3 separate regions of the Mus musculus genome follow, and all the other regions are linked to region 3. The links are chromatin contacts, called in public Hi-C and promoter capture Hi-C maps. All regions are on one chromosome and are shown on one strand. Each heading gives the region's core, a stretch centred on a gene start, on an enhancer-like site or on the middle of the called end of the contact. The rest is flanking DNA. Distances are from core to core; before and after follow the strand shown.

The links. Promoter capture Hi-C pulls out the DNA fragments that hold promoters and counts their contacts. A called contact is a pair of places that touch in the nucleus more often than the background predicts.
Region 1: a Hi-C map of CD8 T cells shows a contact between it and region 3, with 6 times the contacts expected there. The contact joins the promoter of Msl3 here to the promoter of Gemin8 in region 3. A contact is called at or near these places in 2 of 39 promoter capture datasets (erythroid cells and pre-B cells), 2 of 484 Hi-C or Micro-C datasets (CD4 T cells and CD8 T cells), 2 of 115 datasets of contacts at active chromatin or transcription factors (astrocytes and double positive thymocytes) and 2 of 9 other capture datasets (adipose tissue and liver).
Region 2: a promoter capture Hi-C map of erythroid cells shows a contact between it and region 3, with 4 times the contacts expected there. The contact joins the promoter of Ap1s2 here to the promoter of Gemin8 in region 3. A contact is called at or near these places in 2 of 39 promoter capture datasets (erythroid cells and hippocampal neurons).

The regions. Positions count from the first base shown.
Region 1 is chrX:168,672,337-168,675,224 of GRCm38.p6, forward strand. Msl3 (MSL complex subunit 3) reads right to left here and starts at 1,536. Exons shown (of 13, transcript NM_001370791.1): 1 at 1,392-1,536; 2 at 1-9. The coding sequence starts at 1,493.
Region 2 is chrX:163,907,725-163,910,620 of GRCm38.p6, forward strand. Ap1s2 (adaptor-related protein complex 1, sigma 2 subunit) reads left to right here and starts at 1,293. Exons shown (of 6, transcript NM_001290379.1): 1 at 1,293-1,549. It overlaps Gm52456 (predicted gene, 52456), which reads right to left and starts at 1,807. Exons shown (of 2, transcript NR_165469.1): 1 at 1,687-1,807; 2 at 386-1,574.
Region 3 is chrX:166,168,806-166,172,056 of GRCm38.p6, forward strand. It overlaps Gemin8 (gem nuclear organelle associated protein 8), which reads left to right and starts at 1,649. Exons shown (of 4, transcript NM_146238.4): 1 at 1,649-1,745.

The DNA.
Region 1 (2,888 bases), core at 286-2,785, 2.5 Mb after region 3:
ATCGATGATCTGAAACCAGGAAATACTACTCACGCGTGGCACAGCAAACCGAAAATTACTATAAGTTTGGTAAAAAGAACTAGATCACAGTCCCTTCTTAAAGAAATAAGAAAGTACTCATCCCTCCCCCCTTTAGATCGAGAGCTGGGTCGTAACATTCTTCAACATTTTTTTTCCTCTTCTGCCCGAGTGGTTGCCTCAAAATAGGAAACATCCGTCCAACCAACCCAGGATTGGTCTCTTGAGTTTGAGACCGGGTGAAACTTCTGAAGTCATTGGTCGGTAGATTTGTCATTAGCGAAGGGCCCAGACTAGAGAGAACAGCCCTGAGACCTCTGGGAGTTGTAGTCACCTGGGCCTTGCCTTGTCCAGTGTCTTGCCTAGCTAGCCAGAGACTTCCACAACCCTTCCCCTCCCCTTAATAGCCATGCATTCCCTAAGGTGATAGCTGGTACAAATGAAACGTATATCCTTCCATCTCCTAGCGATAGAGCAAGCTGGAGGGATAGCAATAGGAGGTAAACAGAGTTAAGGGTTTCAGGAAGAACCAAAGATACATAATCCAGCACAGACCTTGGGGTGTTCCACTGGACAGCACTGCTGAAACATGGCTAAAAACACACCTGGTGCTGCTCCGAGTTGTCTCTGCCACCAAGGACTTCACCTTGGTGGCTGGAAACACCGATGCTCGCCCCGACCCCCAGCGCGCTGAATTTTTACCTTCTTTGGGCTCTGGAGCACTTAGGTGCCCAGTCCTCCACTTAAAAACTGACAACCGCAAGATATAGCTCAGCCTGGGCTGACCAAGCTGGATACAGGCGAGATGCGATTCTTTCCTAGCTCTGTTCGCCTCCCACCAATCCTTTAGAAAGCAACAGAGCAACCTTGAGCCCCTCCCTTCCCCCCCAGCAGGACTACAATCCTAAATTTGACCAGGGTTCGGGACTGACAGCTGGGAATAATTGAGGACCAGGTTGAAGATGTGGGTGGGGAAACTGGTCAAGGTGTCCTCTACTGAGCCCATGTGGCGAGAAGCCGCGTGGGACAAGGACAGATTCGTTACAAAAGCAGAGGCCTCAGGCGACAGTCCTCCTACACCGGTCGCCGGGATTGGCGCCCAGCGCTCAAACCGCCACCCTGGCCTAGCAACCGCGCGTAAGCGACGCGACACGGCCGGAAGCGGAAGCATCACGGGTCCTTTCTAGTTAGGGAAGTCGCGCGCCCAGCACGTCTCGCCAGCGTCCCCTGTAGTCCCGGGCCGCTCCACGCAGGCCAAGGCGCGCCCTGGTGGCTGTCCAGGACTCCAGGCCACTTGTCCTCCGCTGGCCCCTTTGCCTCCCATCCCTCGAACCCAGTCCCGCATCTCCTCCCTGTTCCCCCCGCGGCGGCACCTTGGCATCGTACAGCACTCGCGCCTTGGTAGGGTCAGGCTCGAAGCACAGCACTTTCTCCCCAGAGTGGAATTGAAATTTCATGCCCTCGCTCGCGCTCATTTGCTCATCGTGGCGGAGGGCGAGGCTCCGGGGCGGGCAGAGTGCGCGCGGTGGGGGAGGACGGCCGGGGAGGCGGCGCTCCGCCACCGGGGGGGCCCGGGAGTGGTGGAGGCTACGACCGCCCCGCCCTCGGCCCCTCCTCCGGCCACCCCGCGCCACTGCGAGGACCTTGGCAGTGGCGATGGAAGCGCGCGGCCCCGCCAGGGCTTGTCCCCGCCCGTCCCCTCTGGGGCTCAGAGAGGGGTGCGGACGGGGAGCAAGATCCCTCGACCGAGGTCTTCCAGCAGACCGTTCCCTCTGGTCCCCATGGGTTAGGATTCCCGCGGTTTCCAGGCTGCGCCCACGTGTGTGCCGAGCTGTCACCCCGGGCGTGCGCTCTCTGGCCGGAGTGTGGGGATCTCTTAGGGAGAGGATTGCTCTAGGGTAGTCACCAGGCGCCGAGGAGGCTGGATGGCGTCTGCCCCCAGGAGCTGCCTGGCCGCGCGCGCGCGCGTCAGCCCCCTCGGCGGAGCTGCGCGCAGATGAGTGTGGCCACGCGAGAAGGACGCGGTGTTGGAGCTGGCCGGAGAAGGGCAGTGGCCTTGAGCGAGGGGAGGAGACATTCCGGGCAGTTAATAGAACACTGGGTCATCCTTCCGAGAGGACCAGCAGGTAGGGCCTGGAGGCCCCAGTGAGCAGCGGACAGCAAAGCTTATGGGTCCTGAAAGGGTCGTTAACACCTTACGTGTCAGCTTGCAGCACTCCTGAATTGCTCCCCCATGGTCTATCTTTAGTGGCTCAAAACCTCCTGAAGAGTGGAAGCACCATTGAGACTGCTGTTAACAGAGTGCCTGCAAAGATCGGGCGTTCATAAATACTCCCTGAATGACCGACCAGAAGACAGGAGACTTGAAGGGCAGAGCTTCAGTGACAGAGAGGGCAGTGCTGGCCTGTTTCTTCTTGAGTGCAAAGCCACTAGGCAGTGTGATTACTAGATCAAGACCTGGCTGGAAAGTTGAGCAGATGGGCTGGGAGGTTTTTAGTGAACTGTCAGATTTCCCACAGCCACTCACTCTGTTCTTGCTTCCAGAAATTTGCGTCTCCCCACCCCCACCTCCCTTCACCTGGTACAAGGTCCAAATCTCTCACACCTCCACTTGGGCACTTCCAAGAGAAAGGTCCCGCAGGAGCCTAGAGGAACCAACCATGTATCTGTCCAGTATTCCCTCCCAGAACTCGACTTACCCTTTTATTACCATTTTCTTGCTCTGCTGGAGAATGGGTTGTTCATTTGCAAGATGGCCCCACTAAGAGGGTAAACTGCTTGAACCTGGGGGTTGGGGGTGTCTAATCCAGTGTGTCATTGTATACTCACAGCACACAATAAATATTTAATGGATGAATGATCACAGATTT
Region 2 (2,896 bases), core at 43-2,542, 2.3 Mb before region 3:
AGACATAAAAATGAACATTGATGTCTAATAAGGGGGTTCTTTACATTAAGTAAACACAGCTTCGCTAAAAGTGTAGCATCTTTTTTTTCTTACATTAGTTAATTTACAATTCCTGTTTAGTAATCTCTGCAAAGAAAGGCATGCCCAATGAATACTCTGTTCTGGCTTTTGTTGTAGGGACAGAGGTGACAGTAGTAATGAGTAGCATTTGACAGGGGAAATCCATGGCTGTCCAAGCAAGGTCACCTAATCCTGTGGATCTCCATTCCCCTTATCTATAAAAGATGAGTTGAACTCGATGATCCATCCATTCCACCATTCAAATAAAACACAGACATCCATCATACGCCCAGACTAAGTCAACATTTCAGCTTTTTAACAAGTCTATCATCATTTTATAATTTTATTAGACAACTCACATTTATCAGTAGTGTTAAAACCAGGCAGAGAACTAGGTTGTTAAACGAATAAAATCCAAGGTGCGCTAAACAGAAGCATGTGGGTAAAAGAGGAATTCGTTGTTCCGGGGCTTTAGGGTGAGGCTTTATAGATGTGACATTAGAGGAAGGACATGCCAAGGCGAGCGAGTCATCAGCCAAGGCTAAACTGGAACCCGGGATGGGGAAGGTGCGGGCGAGACCGTGAGAAGGAAGCGGGATCTAAAAGGACTAAGCGCTGTCTGGATTTTTTTTTTTTTTTTTTTTTTTTTTTTTTTTTTTTTGCAGCAGAGAGCGGACTACAACTCCTCCAGTCCGCCGCACTGCTGGGGGAAGCAAGCCCTGAAGAGAGGCTCTAGCAAAGCTTGTGGCGAGAAATGTCTAGGTTAGCTGGGGCTGGAAAGGAGGGGCCTCCCTGCAAACGCGGGCACGAGCACCGCGACAGCGCTGACTTGTTTTCCCCTGAGTTGCAGCACTCCTGTCCTTGGCTCCCACCATCATCGCCGACTGTCACACCTCCCCGCCCAACCCTCTGGAGACCCACGGAGTCACTGGCGCTCGGAATCAGCCCCTTTGCGGTGCGGACCATCCTTTAGCCTGCACCACGGGGTCAGCTAAGGGCGCCGCGGAGCCCCATCACCCTGCCACGGAAGGAGCCAGGACAGCCGCGCGCGCCGCGTCCCGGCAGCACAGCCCGAAGTACGCAAGCGCGCTGGCCACAGCCTAGGCCGCTTCCGGGTCACGTGGCCAGACTTCCGGCCCTCGCCACGCCTACCCTGCGGTTATTTGACCAATCGGCTTCTCGTTCTTGCCGGCAACAGCGCTCACTCTAGAGGCGGTTGGCGCCCCCTCGGCAGCTTGGCGCGCGGTCTCCGGTCCGCCTCTCCGCTCGCCGCAGCCCGGGCTCCTCCTCCGTCCAGCCTCCAGGGCGGGATCTGTCGGCTCGCCCTACCCTCGCAGCCTAAGCCTGCCCTCCACCAGACGGGTCCCCTCCCCGCGGCACCACGGCTTCCCTTCCACAGCACGGCGACGGGGGCTTCCCCTCAGCAGCTGCCGGCGCCTCAGTCTCCGCGGCCAGCCCAGCTCCGCCGCGTCCGCGGCCCGCCGCCGCCGTAAGTGCTGAAGGAGTCCGCTGAGCTGGCAGGGATGGAAAGAGGGAGTGATGGCTGGGACGCGCCCCCCGCCGCCCCGTGAGCGCCCCGACGACCCCACCCCGAGTCCTCCCGGGGCGCCGCGCCCCGAAACTCACTTCTGCCGGCGGTAGCGCTCCGCTCTCCACTCGGCAGCGCGCCGGTGATGCAGGGGAACCGGTCCTAGGTTCCGCGGGGACCCCGCGGCACCTGTGGTTCGCTGATCGCCTCAAGTTTGACGGGGCGTTTTGGGGAGGGGCTGGGGTGACGGCGACCGAGGACTTGGCGCCCCTGGCGGGCCAGCGGATGCCATTGTCTCTGCTCCACTCCTTGCCGGTCACCTCGCCCAGCTTTGGGTACTGATGGAGTGTAGTCCCGGGAGGAGGGGAGGCGTCCGAGACTGCGGGACCCCAGGGATGCTGGACCAGAGCCCACTCCAAGGCTGAGCTCATTGTTGGGTTTTTTGTTTTGTTTTGTTTTGTTTTTGTTTTAATACCAATCTGGAGAAATTGTTGTCCCGGGATTTGCGGCAAAAATCAAAGCGAGGGAAAAGGAATACTTGTGCCGCGGGTTTCGTCCCATGTTAGCACATCATTTGTTTTGAGGAAAATGCTTGGTTTCTTCGTCCTCCAAAGTGGTAGGGCGGATACTGGACCCCGCTACAGATAGCCTAGAGCACACCCCAGTCATTAGCAAACCATCTCTCCTGGTCAAGATTTAAGAAAACCGATCGGTCCCTTCCCCAAGTTCTGATAACGGTTTGCGTTCAATGTCCAGTTCTTTCGATGCCGTTCTTTTCGATGCCGCTGTCTTCAGGACTTACAAGGGTGGCACTTTGCTCTCAATGAATTATATAGTGTTGTGTGGGGTAATAGCCAATTTTAACTTTATTAAAGTTAAATGGCTACGCCATAAATATCCGGATGTTTTCTTGATGCCTTTTTGGGATATTGCGAGGTGGATTTCCTGTCTAGAGCCAATTTGATTTTATATTAGTTACGTAAATTCCTCCTCCGGGTGTTCAAATTTAAGGTTGTGTGGTGAATATTAAGAATCGCCCTTGGGTGGATCTTACTTGCACTGTCACTGTTAAAGGAACTTAAAAAGGTTAAAACAAAACACCTATCCAAATTTTACCTTCAAATTAGCTTTACAATACAGCTCGCTTTTACCAGTTGAATTATAAAATACATGCCTTAGAAAATATAGACTGACCAACAGACATGCAAATACTAAGTAAATCAATGCAAATTAGCTTCGGTATAAAACATACTCAAATCCAGCATAACATTCAAATGTGGTTTTTGTTTTAAAAGAAGTATTCTGTGC
Region 3 (3,251 bases), core at 399-2,898:
TGTGTGTGTGTGTGTGTGTGTGTGTGTGTGTGTTGTCCCTTTCTGCAATATATTCATCATATAAATTTACTACAATATGTCAGGTATGGTAATGAATATTCTCGCACCTGGGAAATAGGAGTTCTGCACGGGCTACATGAGACTCTTTCTAAACAAACAAATGAAAAACATAATTACACTTGCATTGACTGTCTATGATCTCTACCCAACCAATTGTCAATTTTGTGAAGTAAAAAAACTGTGTTTACCAGTGTATATTCACTAAGTAAAATATTACTCTCCTTTAGAATTATAATTTATGCCACATATATAATTTCATGTTCTATTGAACAGATTAATAAATATGTACATATTATTAAAATATGTACATAAATATTAAAATATGTACATGGAATTCATTTTACTCTTCATTTAAGGTAAATTCTCCTTCCCTAAGGCAAGGATTTTTTTTTTCCTCAAACAGCTTCATGCATCCCAGGTTGACCTCAGATTCACTGTGTAGCCACAACAACCTTGCTTCCATGCCCAGAATTCTAGGATTACAGATGCGCCAATATGCCCAGATGTGAGATGTTATAAAGGAATGATCCAGCGCATCATTCATGCTGGACAAACATTCTATCAATGAAGCTACACCACTGCCAGGTTAAGATTGCTTAAAATGTGAGTTAGTTAAGGCAGGCTTGTTGATACGCGTGCCTGTAATCCCAACAGTCAAGAGACCGGTGGATCTCTGGGAATTCAAACCAGCCAGGGCAAGATGATGACCTTCGACCCAGCTGAAAGTGAGACAGTGTCAACAACAACTAGACAGTTCACGTATTTTTTTTTCAATATTAACTCTTTAAAATGTACTGTGGAATTTAGTTAAGCACATCGAAAATTCTCACATTTAAGTACCTCAAAATCACGTGTGCCTTGAAGCTACAAGACACTGCAGATACTTAGCATATAGTAGACATCTGGTATATGTTTGCTAAATATTCTTTTATACTACTTTGATTCACCAATATTACAGGAATGATAAGGTAATAATGTCCCACTACTGACATTGCCTAATTATCTTAGCCTTTGGCATTTAAATTGTTTCCTATTTTCACTTTTTGGAATAACCATGCATCTGGTCCAAATCTGGTTTTCCTAGTAATAAATTCCTGCAAAATATGGCACATTTTGCCAAATAAGCCCACTTGGCCTTCTAGTAGTTCATCTTTGGTTACTAAGGACTCTTGTGCAACTCTAGAAGGGCATGTACTGCTGACGATTATAATGACAGAAACACTAGGTACAAATTAAGGTTCATAAATGTCAAGCTGACACAGATCTGAGTGAATCTGTATTTTCAAAACAATTTCTCACCTTCCATTTTAGTTAAGAAAGTGAAAAGAAAGTAAAAGCTAAAGAAGAAATAATAATAATAATAACCGAAAGCTGAGGGTGCAATTCAGTTCTGATCCCCTAGTGCCCAATAGCTAGCTGCCGGGACCGCCCAAACAAACGAATTCGCTTCCTGTGCCGCCCTTGACTCTGTGTAGCCACTGACACGACGTTACGTCACGGATAAGGCGGGACTTCCGTCTTTCAAGCCCCGTACCGGAAGCGAGCTCCTTGTTGCCCAGGCAACCCGAGCCTCCCGCTCTCCTTGTGTCACTCCCCCACTTCTCCCGCCCCTTCCTCCTCCCCACCACCAGAGCTAGGTCCGTTGTTGCCCACCGCCCGAGATCTGCCAGCTGCGTGCCCACGAGGTGACTTCGGGGGCTGATGGGTTGCTTTTGGGGAGTAAGGGAATAGCGTGGCGGACTCCTGAAGCTTGGAGTACTGGCTTGGCGCTCATGCTGTGGCTTTAATTACCATCACCCGGCAGCACGAGGAGGTTGCCTAGACCCGTGAGAGTCCCAACCCCTGACAGACTGTTAAAACTAGTTCTAATTTATGCTCTCAAGCCCTATGTGCTTCCTAATCCTTGGGTGCCTGCTGAGAATTCTGTTCCCAGGCCCCCACCTCAGACTATTCCAGTTCAGATCTTGAGAAGTGAGGCTCAAGCATGGGAAGGTTTGGGGTTTTTGTTTGTTTTGTTTTGTTTTAACTCACAGTGTAATTCAAACGTGCTGTGGATCACAATGTTGCAGGAAGTCTGTCAGGACACGTTTCTGCAGAGATGTCTAAGCTACTGGCTCATTTACAAAAACAAAACAACAAAAACCTGAGTTTCTCCCCCGCCCCCCTTGCAACTTTTGAGTTCTGTAGGTCAGAATTCTTAGTTGATGTTATCTTAAGAACATTTGACAGTTGCTGTGGGTAGCCAGAGTTCTGAACCATTTTCCCTTTTTTTTTCTGAAATGATTGTTACAAACTCGTTGCACAAATTAGGCTCTGGACTCCACTGTTGTTGGGGTTTTTATTTGCTTGGGGGGGGTTGTTTGTTGGTTTTTGTTTTGTTGTTGTTTTTTAACTAAAAGCCAGAACATTACTCAAAATCTTAAGACTAAAAGTTACAGACACAAAGCCTCTATGAATTGTGAGATTGTGATACTGTTTGAAAGTACAATTTATGCTAGCATGATTCGTCAAGATAACAGTGTCTTTGGGATGGCAGTGGAAAGAGAAACCATGTGTATATGCTTTGGGTAAATCTAACACGTGCAAGTTCACAGTAAAGTGTATGATCCCTTCTGTTGACTGCTGGGCTGGGGGGAAAAATCAACCCAAGTTGCAGAGAGGCAGGCGTTTCCATCGTGAAACTGTTTTACAGATGGCAGAGGCTTATTGGTGTTTCTTCAAGTCCAGCGTTTAAGGAGAAGTTAAGATAAGAAGGATGGCAGGAAATTAAACATAGCTAGAGGTTAGATAAGAGTTCTCAAGCACACTATAGAACTCTCAGAATTACTTCTTTATGTTGGGAAATCCACTCATAAAGCACTTGGACAATCAGATGCAGACTGTAACATTTAAGGCCAGATGAACTGGAAATATATTAATATATTTAGACATTTGGAACTTCTTACTGATTGTTGTTTTTAGTTACTGCCCCTTAATAATTTGGGGGAGCACGGGTAGGAGAGAATATTATCAGGATATAACAGACAATCTCAACAATTCCAGTAGCCCCCAAAGGCAGGAGATTATACCTGTTATTTTCTCTGGTGGAAGAAAAATGGGACCTCTAAAAGGAATAAAGTATAGCATCTATCCCTCCAAATAAGTGCCCGGAGCAAGTACAGTATGCAGAAAAGAATTTAGCATAGAATTAT